2 separate regions of the Mus musculus genome follow, and region 2 is linked to region 1. Evidence: chromatin contacts called from public Hi-C data. All regions are on one chromosome and are shown on one strand. The core of a region is the stretch at or near the end of the contact, and the rest is flanking DNA. Distances in the headings are between cores, read along the strand shown. Region 1 has its middle 12 kb from the start of 2410004B18Rik. Region 2 overlaps Prkacb (protein kinase, cAMP dependent, catalytic, beta).

Evidence for each region. Hi-C and Micro-C count contacts between places; a contact is called where the count stands out from the background.
Region 2: a contact with region 1 is called in a Hi-C map of the G1E-ER4 cell line, with 4 times the contacts expected there. The contact joins two enhancer-like sites. A contact is called at or near these places in 1 of 39 promoter capture datasets (hippocampal neurons), 5 of 484 Hi-C or Micro-C datasets (CD4 T cells, the G1E-ER4 cell line, cerebral cortex and 1 more) and 1 of 9 other capture datasets (macrophages).

What each region holds. Positions count from the first base shown.
Region 1 is chr3:145,945,988-145,953,087 of GRCm38.p6, reverse strand. No RefSeq gene overlaps it. Among named protein-coding and RNA genes, the nearest start is that of 2410004B18Rik, 12 kb to the right of the region's middle. Within about 2 kb of position 2,872, at least 183 of the 459 cell types and tissues checked have an H3K27ac peak or open chromatin away from gene starts, as enhancers often do. A contact at or near this core is called in the G1E-ER4 cell line, where this site is marked.
Region 2 is chr3:146,780,365-146,787,464 of GRCm38.p6, reverse strand. The region is part of intron 1 of Prkacb (protein kinase, cAMP dependent, catalytic, beta); the gene reads left to right. Among named protein-coding and RNA genes, the nearest start is that of Prkacb, 29 kb to the left of the region's middle. Within about 2 kb of position 3,069, at least 37 of the 459 cell types and tissues checked have an H3K27ac peak or open chromatin away from gene starts, as enhancers often do. A contact at or near this core is called in the G1E-ER4 cell line, where this site is marked.

The sequences.
Region 1 (7,100 bases), core at 1,623-4,122:
GTAAGCCTTTAGCTGTTAGCCAGGGACAGGATAGACCCCAAGAGTGATATCACAGAGTAGCTGTGACATGCTCTCTAAGTGTCAAAGGAAAATCCACTGCCCCTAATTCTGGAGCCCTGTTCTGTTCCCCTCTACCAAAGGAGTCATTTTCTTATCACTGCCAGGAATGACAAATGGCGTCAAAGCATATGCTGGCCTCTAGACTCTCTCGGTAGAGCAAGTAGCTGTGTGTCTTCCCAGCTCTTCTTATCCTGGCCCCTGTTAAATGTCTCCAGCTTGTGGGCTTCCCTCCCCCAGCTGCTCATTCCCACATAACCTTGGCATTTTGGCTTTGTGCTCTCCTGGTTCTCTCTCTTGTCTTCTCTTGGGCCCCTCTCTCTTGCCCCTCTCTCACTCCCCTCCCCACCGCCCATGGTCCATCCAGTCTGCTGGTCTTACTCAGTGTGCGACATTTTCTCCCACTCTGGACTCTTCCAGATGCCTCTGGCTGTACTCTCTCTCATACCTACAATAAAAACCTTCCCCTTGGGCTGGGCATGGCACACGCCTTTAATCCCAGCCCTCAGGAGGCAGAGGCAGGCAGATTTCTGAGTTCGAGGCCAGCCTGGTCTACAAAGTGACTTCCAGGACAGCCAGGGCTACACAGAGAAACTCTGTCTCAAATAACCAACAAAACAAAGCAAAGCAAAACAAAACAAACAAACCAACCAACCAAACCAAAAAAAAAAAAACCAACCTTCCCCTTAACCATACCTTGGCGAGGTCAAGTCCTCACTTTATACAATAAACAAGCTAGGATCCAAAGCCTAGTGAAGCTCTACAGTAATTGAAGATCCCCCCTCCCCCACCTCCATATCCTCATTTTTTTTGTTTGTTTGTTTTCGAGACAGGGTTTTTCTGTGTAGCCCTGGCTGTCCTGGCGTGCGCCACCACACCCAGCCCATAGCCTCAGTTTAATGCGAATGAACAGTCCGTGTTTTCAGGGCTGATTGGCTTTTCATAGTCATCACTCAGGGACTTCAGTCCCTCTCGGGGACTCAGTCATCTCTCAGCGTGTCTCTGAATCACTTTCCTGGGCTTGTCACCAAAAGGAGGTTAGCACATCCACACTCTAGTCAGCCAGAAAGGGGAGGACACTGAAGGGGGCGGATCTAGGCTCTGGCTTTGAAACCTTAGGGAAAACAGGAGGAGGAAGGACAAAAAGGAGACAGTGCATCGCTTTGTGGTAGGAGAGAGGGGTTGAGAGTAGGGGACTTAATCAGTCGAAAACGTAAAGATGACTCCATCGCTGTGACAGAAGACTGGAGGCAGCTGGCTTATAGAAAAGCACATTTTAGCTCATGGTCCAGGGTTTTCAGCTGGTGGTCACTTGGCCCTGTCCTCTGGGCTTGTGGTGAAGTAGAACATCATGGTGCTAAGTACACGGCGGGGCAAAGTCATTAACTCACGGTGGCTGGGAAGCAAAAGAGAGGAAGGATCTGGACCCCCGGGGGGGGGGGGTCCCTTCAGGACGAATGCCTGTGACATCATTTCCTTCCACAAGGTCCTGCCTTCTAAAGGCACCACCACTTCCTGGTAATGACACAGGCTGGTGACTGAGCCTTTCAACATGTGAGCCCTTGGGGACATTTAACGTACAGTCAGAGGACAGACTGCTGTCTCCTCTCTCTCTGCAACTTCTTTTATCTTAAGTGAACTGAGGAGAAGAGAAACCCAGAGGGCTTGTCAGTGAATGAGCACTTCATGATTGTGTGGTTAAAGGGTGCTGAAAAGGGAGCCATGTTCCCGGCCTGGAAGAGTTAAACAAGCCGAGGGGGTTCAGGGCTGAAGGGGGTGCTGAGGCTGAGGCTGAGGGTCTCAGGTAGGTTGGATTTTCTATTTAGCCAAACAGTCAGGAAAATATTTTCCTAAGCCACATGCAGTGGCTGTAATCCCAGCACTGAGCTAGGATGCTTACTAAGCATTGAGAGGCTGAGGCAGGAGAATTCCTAGTTTGAGGTCAACCTGTGCTACAAAGGAAGTTTGAGGCCGTGATGAGCTACACATTGAGTCCCTGTATTAATAAAAGAGCAAATTTAAACCTATTTCACCTACTTTTATATTGTAATAATTGTGATTTTTAAGTATACACTGCTGTCCTGTAAACCAACATGATAACACTGTAATGGCAGGGAAGCCATTACAAACACACTGCTGTTTCCATTCCGGTCGGGGCAATTAAGGAGGGGCTTTTATCGCGACTTCAGTAACTGGGAGAATTTCATTCATAAGAAAATGTTTCAAAGATAAGGCAAGGGGCGGGTGAAGAAGAAAGCATCATGGGGGTTGGGGGAGGGGTCAGGAGGAAGACTCGTGCGGGTTTTATCTCTGACAGGATGGTGACTTTTGCTGTTTCCTGCCTTCAAGAGTGTTGTAGGATTTTTGTGTTTTCTAGAGACAGTTTCACTCTGTTGCGCATGCTGGCCTGGAACCTGCCCTCTAGCTCAAGCTGGCCTCAGACTCACAGTGCCCCAGCTGCTTCCCATATGAAATGCAAGGCTCTCCTGCGCTCTGCAGATGTCATAAGCCAATTAGGCAGGTGTGACAGATGCGGCCAGCTCGGAGGCGACTGAAATGTGATTCCCTGGCTAGGAGGGAGACTGGGTCCTGTTACTCCTCCTGAGAGATCCTCTCTTGGGCACTGCTTTTTAACCCTCAGACAGACTCTATCAGGAGCTGGGGCTGAGAGATTTCCTCAGCCCTTCAAACCGGGATGAGCAGGTGGCATCCTTCTGTAGGAGCGGGGAGAAGTGCCTGTACTCTCTTCTCGGGGTAGCTCAGGCTGCCTCCAGCAGCAAGGAAAACCCGGATCTAAGGGATGCTCTAGCGCTCCAGGCAGTTGCCAGTTTTTTAGCAGCCTCTAGCTCCACCTAAGGTTTGTCTCTGCTAATTGCCACCCTGTTTTAGTAAAATAAAAGTTGCGGGAGTGGAGGGGAGGGGCCGGTTTACTTGCTTTTTTTTTTTTTTTTTTTTTTTCTTCTGGAGTGTTCTTTTCACTCCAAATTTGTCTTTCCTCCATTTCAGTCATCGATTTCTATTGCCGAAAGCAAAACGACCAGGTTCTCAACGGAAGCACAGACGAGGGCCGCTTTTGAAGCGGTCTAAAAACAGGAGCATGGTTTTTGGGAAGAGCTAAAAGAGGGCCTAGAAGAAACGCCACGTTCTTGGTACAAAGAGGTAGTTTGTGGTAGGAAGCTTAACATTTAGAATTTCAAGGTGCACAGAAACATTGAAAGCGGTTATTCAAATGTAGCCTCACGAAGTTAGCTGAAGCTGGGCATAGTGGCTCATATAACCCTCAAATGGAAGAGGTGGAGGCAGGGGGATCAGGAGTTTAAGGTCATCCTCCACCAGGTACTTAGAAGACTACCTGAGCTCCATGAGACTAAGCTCGAGGTCCCGCCAACCCCCAACAGGAGAAGAAGTTAGGAGCACAAATTCAAGCCAATCAAAGAACTCTAAGCGTTTATGATTTCATGTTGAAAACTTAAAAAAGGCAAATTCATGATCAACACTCTTACCAAAGACTTAAAATGCCCACTATAGTGTTATTTATTGTGGTAAATTTTTTTGAGAAGCTTTATTGTCTGGTAACTAAATGATAAATTATGATACAATGAACTTGAATACTTGTAAATAGTTTTAAAACCATTTTGTGTGTGTGTACATGCATGTGTGTGCGCATACGTGCCCTAATCTATATATGTGCACCATAATCATGCAGGTGCCCTCAAAGTCCAGAGAAGGTGCTAGAGTCCCTGGAACAGATGGTTGTGAGCCATTCAATATTGGTGGTGGGACCAGAACCTAGGCCGTCTGCAAGAGCAGCAAGTGCTCTTAACGGCTGAGCCATCTCTCTAGCACCCCAAAAATAGATTTTTGAAAAATCCTTGCAGGACTGAAAAGGTTAAATGTTAAATAAAAGAATATTGATCTTGTCTAGCATATCTATGTACCTGATATATGTAGAAAATTAAGAGAATAGTAGATTTTCTGCCTATAGTTGCTTCCTGTTTCTTTTCTTTTCTTTTCTTTTTTGGTTTTTCGAAACAGGGTCCTGTGTCTATTTTTAGAACATCTACAGTGATCAATTATCATTTTTCATTATCAGGAAAACTTTTGTGACTATTAATATTACAATGTTATATCTAACATTGATATAATGAGAATTAATTGAAGCAACTGGACTTAGGAATAATAAGGTGTATTTTGGGTGTAAATGTTCTGGTTTTTGAAAAGACTAAATATATTTGTAGGAAAACAATAACAGCAAACCCCAAACACAAGCATGTAGACTTTGTGTGTGTGCTTCTGTGGCACACAGGCTGTTTCCCTAGCTTGAGACATTTCTGTGAGACCACTGATACACATTCTCTCTCACTACTCACCAAATTCCCACAATTCCCATTGGAAAATGAGTTGAAATCCTGAAAATAACAAGAAAATCTGAATGCTCCATAAGCCACTCTCTTCAGTGCCAGCTTGTATGCTCTGAAATCAACTCCCAGGGCAAGCAGATGAAGTGAGGAGCTGGGCCTTAGCTCCCTGGCCAGGGTGGCACGAGATCGCCTTTCTAGGGTTACAGTGCAAACATAAGTGGAAAAAGAGCAGAAAAGCCAGGTAGCTTATAACCAGCCAGAACCCACTGGGCGAATTCAGCACCCTCTAAGACAGTTTAAAATACACAAAAATACAGTTTATCTAGAAAAAGCCATTTACCACGGAATTATTTAAGTTAGCATCTCTGGTTGGCTCCAGAGGACCTGGAAATCTATTTCTTTCTCTCTTTTTAAAGATTTATTGATTTTATGCTGTGTGTACACCATCACTATCTTCAGACAGATCAGAAGAGGGCATCCGATCCCATTACAGATGGTTGAGAGCCACCATGTGGTTGCTGGGACTTGAACTCAGGACCTCTGGGAAACAATCAGTGTTCTTAACCTCTCAGCCATCTCTCCAGCCCTGAAATCTATTTTCAAACACACCAAAATCCTTTCCCATCCTGAAGCAGCTAGTCTGGGAGCCCGTTGGTGTGTAGTAGTGAACTCCAAGCTGTAGTTCAGAGTTCAGCCACTTATCTTTGGGGTTCAGACAGCCTGGAAACCCACAGTAAGCCCCTCTTCTGGGTGGCAGCCAGGCACGGGAAGGGAGCTTGAAAACGCAAAAGCACAAATACAAGGGCTTATTATTTTCTTTCCCAACTATGGAGCATTCAGGAAAAATTAACCCTCTCATTTGTTAACCTCAATGACAGGCTTCAACTGATCTGTAGCCTCAGACGGCACAGATAATTGCACTAATTAGTTTGTTAATGGAGGGACAGCAGGGCAGGGAGCTTCGGGGAACTCAAGTAATTAAGCTGAATTGAAGGATGAGGAGGAAGAGGGAGGAGTGGGAAGGAGGGAGGAGTGAGAGAAGTATGCAGAGAGGAGGAGCTGGAGGAGAAGGGGAGGAGGGATAAAAGCAATCAGGAGGAGGAAGGAGAGGGTAGGGTGAGCTGTCTTACAAACTTGACATGCAGGCTCCAGATGTATGGAAGAAATTCTATGGCAGGGCTCTTGGGCCACATTTCTTTTCTTTTCTTTTCTTTTCTTTTCTTTTCTTTTCTTTTCTTTTCTTTTCTTTTTCTTTCAGTTTTTCAAGACAGGGTTTCTCTGTGTAGCCCTGGCTGTCCTGGAACTCACTCTGTAGACCAGGCTGTCCTTGAACTCAGAGATCCACCTGCCTCTGACTTCAGAGTGCTGGGATTGAAGGTGTGTGCCACCACCGCCCCGGCTTGGACCACTTCATTCTTGTTAGTGTTAGGCCTCAAGGCTAAACGTGATGAGGAATGATGGGAACTTCCTGTGGGTAGTAAGAAAGCCACAGGGCACAGGGGTGTGTGTGTGTGTCTGTGTCTCTCTCTGTGTGTGTGTCTGTGTGTGTCTGTGTGTGTGTGTCTGTGTGTCTCTGTGTGTGTGTCTGTGTGTGTGTGAGTGTGTGTGTGTGGTGTGTGTGTGTGTGTGTGTGTGTGTGTGTGTGTGTTTGTATCTTGAAAGTGAAAAATAGGAAAAAAGCAACCAGGGGTTTAAAATTTCCCAAGTACTGACACCCTAGAGTTACTCCCACATCGGCTTGCTTGTCCTTTGCTGCCAGTCACTTCCTCACTTGGAAGTGATTGTTTAGTTATCCCATGGCACTTTCCTGTGGAGTGGAGTTCTAAATTTAAAACAGGAATCCAAAACTGCAAGGCTTGCCACAGCGGGTTGCTAGGATGGGAGTCTCCTTTAGGAGTAGAGGGAGGTAATTGGGCCAGGAGAATAGCTCTCTTTCTTCAATGGTACACATGGCATCAACTCCTCTGTTCCTTTCCCTTTTTCAGGAAATGGTAAACAGGCAAAGAGGGAGTTCCAGACCCCGTGGAGCAGAGCACTACAGACCTGCAGGAAGTGGCATTCCAAGTCTGGCTTCTAAGCCTGTCATTTCATGAGCCTAAAAAAGCAAAGCAATGCTCACACCAGAGACAGCATCAGTTGTGGGAAGGCTGCTCTCATACGTCCCGTGGGTGCTGGTGTCTAGGTGCTATGATTTTAAAACACAAGCCATAATTAGAAATGAAAGAGGAAACCGAACAGCTTTCAAGGAAAGGTTGTGGCTACCTGGAGACTTTTCGAGACACAGTGAGGGCTGGGTGGCATAGCTCCTTGCACATAAATGTGCATCCCTGGGTTTGATACCCATCATTGCCTCAAGCAAACAAGTGAAATGCTGAATGCACATGCGCAAGTGCACACACACACCACACACACACACACACACACACACACACACACACACACACACACACACGTACAGACAGACAGACATACACTACATGCCTACATTATCTGTCTGTGGTAGGGGTTGAACCCAGGTCCCTGTAGACCTTGCACACAGCAAACAAGCACCACTGAGCCACGCCCCTAGTGAGCCACACCCCTAGCCCTTGAAACCTAGTTTTGTATGAAGGATACAGGCTTACACTTGCTGCTTTACTTTAAGACTCTAAAGATCTTTCATTTTCTTTATCTATTTTCCAA
Region 2 (7,100 bases), core at 1,820-4,319, 830 kb before region 1:
TCACAGCAGTAAAACCCTAACTAAGACAGAAGTTGGTACCAGGCTCTGGGGTACTGCTGTGATAGGCCTGACCATGCTTTTGTTTGGAAGAAAGTGGATTTGGGGACTTTGGATTTGGAAAGCAATGGACTGTTTTAAATGGAGCTTAATGGGCCATCCTAGAAGGAATATGAAAGACTTTGTTGCTAACAGTGATTTGAACTGTGGAAGCCTGGCTCTAGAGGTTTTTGAGGAGAAGAATTTTAGTATGTGGCCTAGAGACTGTCCGTGTGATATTGGTGAAGAATGTGGCTGCTTTTTGCCCTTGTCTGAAGAGTCTACCTGATGCTAAGGTAAAGAGATTTATATTAATTGCAATGACAAAGGAAGTCTCAAAAAAGCCCAACAGAGACTTTGTTCTCTGGTTAAGTCTCATGAAGTGTTTTGAACAAGCAGAGCAAGCTTAGAAAGGAAAAATATAAAATGTATGGTTCAGGTAATAATAAAAGGGCACCAGGAAGTGAAATGCAGCTAAATCCCGAATTTGAGGAGATGAAGAGATTAAGGGAGTGCTGATCTCAGGGTAAGACTGTTTGGAGTTGAACAGGAAATAGTTTGGACTTTTAATCTGGAACGAACTACAATCCAGAAATGGAGAGCACACTTGTGATCCGGCTCTTGGAGCTAGAAGACACAGACTTTTGATCTGGATCTTGAGGAACAGTGGCCCAGGCATGGTGGTGCACACTTTTAATCCCAGAAGTCAAAGTAAATCAGATCTCTGAGTTCAAGGCCTTCCTGAGACAGAGAAAGTCTTAGGTGAAGAAAAGCTTAAATTCAGGCCTTTAATCCCAGCATTCCAGAGACACAGCCATGTAGATTTCTGAGTTAAGGTTAATCTACAGATCAAGTTCCAAGACAGCCAACTTTAGGCATTGAGGGAGTTAGAAAATCGAAAGCTGATAATAGAATAAGGGAGGGGTGGGCATGTTCCAGATTCAGCGGCTTTGGCTATGGGGCTTGGGCTTTAGAGTCAAGAATTGAAGGGACTACTGGGACAATTGCTGCTGGTTAGCTGGAGCTAAGAAATTAGCAGTGATTAAGAAGAGACCAAATCACTGAGGTGAAATATTCTGGTAAATTTTTTTCTGATAGCACAAAGAAGCTGTGTTCCAGAGATACCCAAGGTTGTACCTTGTGCTGCAGCAGGACTTAGTAATGTACCCAGGTGGTACTGGGTTTGAATGTATGAAGGGGTTATGGATAGCAACTGAGGCTTGGCACTGAGAGGCCATGGAAGGCCATTATGAAGGTGCAGCCTTAGTTGCAGTTAATAGCCAAGGCCTGAAGTGGTCATGCAAAGAACATGAGGTTTGCCACCATGAAGAGAGAGTCTATGAGAGGCTATTGGTGAAGCTTAGTTGCAGCGGAAGACCCCAGCAGATTGGAGATGCCAGTACCATGGGATGACCACCAAGAACAACAGAAGCAGTGAAGTCAACCAGAGCCTAGAGTACTACAGAGAGCAGAGCTGGAGATGTGACCCCAAGCCTTTTGGAGGATCATGTGTGGATCCTAGACACTGGAACAAGAAGCTGTGAAGTTCAAGTTGACTTAGAGACCCCAAGATGTTCAAGATGCCAGAGCCATGGGCTATCTGCTGAGGAAAGCTGCTAACAGGGAGTGGAACCAGCTCACAAGAAAGAAGTTTGTTGCAGTCAACAAAGATGAAAAAGGAGTTGGAGATCTGCAGACCATTTTGCCATCAGACTTGGAGATGTAGAGTTTGGAGTTTGCCTAGTGGATTTCCTGTCTTGCCTTGGGGATTACAGTTAAGTGATTGGATGAATCTCAGAAGAAACTTTGGACTTTTAACATTTTTCAGACTCCTGTAGTTTATGGGAACTTTGGAAGTTGGACTAAATGTATTTTTTTATTATACTTTGGCTAGGTATAACCCCCCAGACTCATGTGTTTGAAGAAGCCAATGGGGACTAAGGAGTGGAATCAGACTTTATGAGTATGCTTGGTCCAGGGGGTGGCACTATTAGAAGGTGTGACCTTCTTGGAGTAGGTGTGTAACTGTGGGTGTGGGCTTTAAGACCCTCATCCTATCTCCCTGGAAGACAGTCTTTTCCTGTTCCTTTAGAATAAGATATAGAATTGTTAGCTCCTCCTACACTGTGCCTGCCTGGATACTGCCATGTTTCCCTCCTTGATGATAATGGACTGAACCTCTGAACCTGTAAGCCAGCCCTTATAAGAATTTCCTTGGTCATAGTGTCTGTTCACAGCAGTAAAACCACACACACACACACACACACACACACACACACACACACACACACACACACAGAGTGCAGAAAGGTAATGGAATGGGAGTTAGAAGATTTACACTGTAAGATTTTAAGTTGACTGGCAATTCTGAAGCTTCCAAGTCAGTATGGTATGTGAAGGGACTTGGCACAAGTTGATAAAATAAAAGACTAAGACCCAGGAGTAGATACATATATTCAGCCACCTGAATTTTAATAGGTGCAAATGAAGTTTAATTGTAAATGGATATGTATATTGTTATAAATCTACCCAATGGAATCCTTACTAAAAATATGAGCTATTCAGACTGTGTAGGTAAATGCCAGTCACTGTGCTATGCTACATGAATTTCACTTGCTGTGTAAATCTATATTTACATAACAAGGTCATGGCTGTGTCATTTTTCCTCCACGTGAAAGCATTACATACTAAATATGATCCCATGTCTTCCTTAATCTTCAGACTTCTGTACATAATTTTGCTAGGCCCCGGTGTGTTTGCAAACATAGATACAGATATGAAACTGAAAGGCTTCAAGATCTGTATCAAGATACAGATACAGATATAAAACTGAAAGTCTTAAAGGTCTGTATCAAGGTCCGACCATCTGAAGGAAAGCATACACTGGCAGAGTCTCAGACACTTGGCAATAGGTCCAACAGCCCATCTTGCCCACCACCACTTTCACCTCCCTCCCCAGCCAAAACTGAAACTGACTTGAAAGGTCCTTCTGGAGAGTCAGCTCATGCAGCCTAAGGGCTTTTTCCTCTTCTTGAAGTAGGCGTGGTCAGATGAGCATGGTGCCATAGTCCTGCTGTCCCAGTGCTCAAGGACTCTGAGACAAGGGATCTCAAACTCCAGGCCAGCCTTAGCAACATAACAAAGTCCTGTCTCAAAATACAGTGTTTGAAATATCTGAAAATAAATCTTGTCGGTGTAGTTTGTGTTTCGAATGTTTGAGACCCCTGGTTGAGTTCCCAAATAGCATTGAGGTGGGTGGTGGGAATCACATAATATCAGTGTTGTTATTCACTTGTAAAGACTATAGGAGCCTTAACATCACAAATGCAGATCTCACATGTGGTAAAGTATTTAGCAAATATATTGCTGATATTTGCTATTTCTGTGTGCAAGCCTGTATACCGTGTGTGTGTGTGTGTGTGTGTGTGTGTGTGTGTGTGCGTGTGCGTGTGCGTGTGCGTGTGTGTGTGTTCCATCTCTTGGCATTCACAGCACGTTTACCTTCAGAAACTGCTATTGTTTCTTGTAATTCCAGTTTAGCTGGAGCTGCAGTTGTTTCTGTCAGGCAGTAGATGCCAGCAGAGTTCTTTTAAACTAAAAAGCAAGTCTCTGGCACCACCATAGCAACAGCTTCCTGTCACACTACTACAGACAGATATTTTAAAAATTAAATATTCTATGTTTTGCAAGGTCTTTTGAACAAAAGGAACCAGTTTTATAACCAACAACAAAAAACTATCAAACATAGCATTTTCAAGATACTCAGTTTAAGTTTACCTTTTTGATATAATAATTTTAAATCTTATGTATTTTAGTTAAATGAATCCCTGTGTTGTTGTTTGAATGTGGGACTTTATTTAAGCAATATCAAACAAAGGTCTGGCTAGATGTCTGTTAAAAGGCATAATAGCTGACATACTATGTTTAGTTAGGTTTGGCAAGGAACCACCATGGGAGTCTTATCTGGGGAGGCCCATGCAGCAGAGATGAATGCAGGAGCGTTTTCAGAAATCTACCTTTGCACTTAATGAACAGAAAAGAATGAAATCAAACTTTGACTGTAGAAAACCTTGAAAGGTCCAATAATATCACTTCTATTTTTTTTTTTTTTTAAGAATTATTTATTTATTATATGTAAGTACATTGTAGCTGTCTTCAGACACTCCAGAAGAGGGAATCAGATCTCGTTACAGATGGTTGTGAGCCACCATGTGGTTGCTGGGATTTGAACTCTGGACCTTCGGAAGAGCAGTCGGGTGCTCTTACCCACTGAGCCATCTCACCAGCCCATCACTTCTATTATTAACTATAAATTACTTAATGCTTACTAGTGTATTTACAATTAGAGTCCTGTTATTAACAATAATGTTTTCTAGTATATGGTGATTTTAGTTAGACTTTTGGAGTGCTAAAAGTTATGCTTATATTCTTTATTAATCTTATAGTATATAATAATATGCATATATGTAATCATGTGCTCATGAATTCAAATAATACAACAGGAGCACAAGCTGATAGACAGCCAGTATTAGTGTGACGTGACAAGGGTCGTGGAAGCAGGACAGCTTCTTTCCTCGTTATGTAGCAGTTATGTAGCAGTGCTCTGCTGACAGCGCCACCACTCTGTGCTCAGCATGACAGGGAGCAGAACTCTCTCAGGAGAGCCAGTCAAGGGAACTGAATGCTTTCATCTGTTTTTTGCCTACTGGTCACTGTGTGCCAGACACATTTAGACACTGCAGGCTCCTAGTCTTTCTGTCTTGTAAGATATCTCCACGTGTTAATAGATCACTGATTACACACAGTTGACGATTTTAAAAGCAGCACATTTTAAGGTTGAATGGTTGGTCCTGTAGGTCCTGCTGTATGCTTGTCTACCCTGGTGGTATTACTCCAGAGAGTCACTGCAGGGTTTCAATGGCAGAGCTTTCTGCTCAGGGTCTCCCTGGCAGGCCTGCCTGTGACCTGCCTGGTACTGCTTATTTTATTTAACATTATTGTTTTTATTTATTGCATTAAAATACTTAACAGGAAATAGGAATTCAGATATGTTTCAGAAGGACAAAGACTTTTTAAACGTCTTTCCCTTTCTTTTCCCTCTTTTCCTTTATTTGAACTTCCAAAGAGAAAACCATCAATTTCTGACACGCATGATGTAGACAGGCAAATACTCAAAATCCTTAAATGCTACCTTTATCATGCAAACTGGACATGACTTTTTTTTTTATTGTATGTGATGTTTCTAAGAGATCCTTAAATTAGACTAAAGAAGCAGCGGCCTTCTGTGTTAGGGCTTTGACAGTCATTAGCCAAGCAACAGGGATTCTTTTCTCAGTTAAAATTTCTTGGTATGGCTAATAGCCTATAAAATTATAATAGATGGTTACTATATGATTTCATAATTCCAATCTGATTTCTTTTCCTCAAGCTTTCCAAATGTTAGAATGTTTTCAGATGTTATTTATAGACAGGCACATATCTATAAATAAATTAATTAGGCAGTATTGGTATGCTGTTTCTATAATTTTCATATGTATTAGCCTTGAGTCAGTGAGTTAGCAACTTTGATTCTTTTGAAATTATGAAATTAGCTCAGATTTTTTCTTAGTTATGACATGCTATCCATTGATACCTTTTCATACTAATGTTAATGAAAAGTTAACTACTTATAAAGATTCATACAGTCTGTCAGCTGACATCCTGTAAACTAATTCTAGCGTGTTACTATTTGGCCTCTGGTTATTTGCATGGGGTTGTAATACATGTTTAACTAGTTTTCCACATTGTCAAAAATACTTTTTCTCCTTCTCTGTATATGAACCTTTATAGTTACTGTGTTCATTCTCCTGCATATTAGTATCAGAACACTCAAACCTAGAACCTTTAGCAGATATTGCAAGTTTTAAAGTATGCATGTCTAGCAGAGATGAGGCTCGCTAATGTGCTGTTTTATATTAACAGGAAACAGCCACAGTAGTGGTTTGCAAACCCTGCTGACAGGAAGTTTAGCACATGCATAGCTCTTAGCGTCTTGGTAGGAAGTTGAGCTCCTTCTGAAAACACTTGCAGTTACTTTAAAGTGTAAATGCACGCGAATGGCAGCTCACAAAGAACTGTCCAGTGGCCAGCACAGTGGCACGCCCACCGCCCTCCAGAAGCTGGAGGGGTTCGCTAGCCGCCTGTTTCACAGGCACTCCAGAGGCACCGCACAAGAGCACAGGGCAGCTCTGGAAGATGACGGCCTTCGGGCCTCTGAGCACACTGCCTCATGGGACAAATCAAGTAAGTGGTTTGGTTTTGTTTTTAAACTGATACAGTGTAATTAGCAGCTAAAGTACTTGGAGTTTCAGGATCAAATGCAAAGAATCCAGTTTTGTCTTTTTTTGATTTGCATAAGGATTTTTTTCAGGATGGTGAGAAAGTTCATAAAAAATTAAGTTGAGCTGTTTTGTTCTTTTTTTAAATTTTATAAGTACCTAGGACAAATATCAATAACAAAATATCAGTGTTATTCTTATTTAATTCTATTCTATGTCACATGGTTTTTGTTCTACAGCATAAACAATGATCTGCTTACTTTTACATTTCTTTTATTTATAACTAATCTTATGTTTCAGAAGTGAAAAGAAACATTTATGTATATTGTATCAGGCTTGTCATCTTATTTAATGCATATGTAAAAGTCACTCGGAGTCTTACAGAAAAGGCCTTCTAATAAAAGCACATTATTCTATGTAAAATTTTATATATTTGTCACATGATGAACATCAAAATCTTACATCCTTGTATTTTATATCATGTATAAAATAGATTAAACAAATTGTGTAATATATTACATATCTTTAGGACCTGTTAAAATGTTCAGACTTAGACTGTTGTGTTAAAATGGTTTGGCATCTCTGATGGCAAGAAGATTAAAGGCTGAGTTCACACATAACAGCTGTATGCCTCCATTCCCATATTAGCTTGGACCCTTCCCAGGGAGCATGCAGGGGACTACTAAGAAGCAGCCGTTGTCCTTGGCATTAGAGCTTTTTCTACTGCGTTTACATGGTCATTAAATA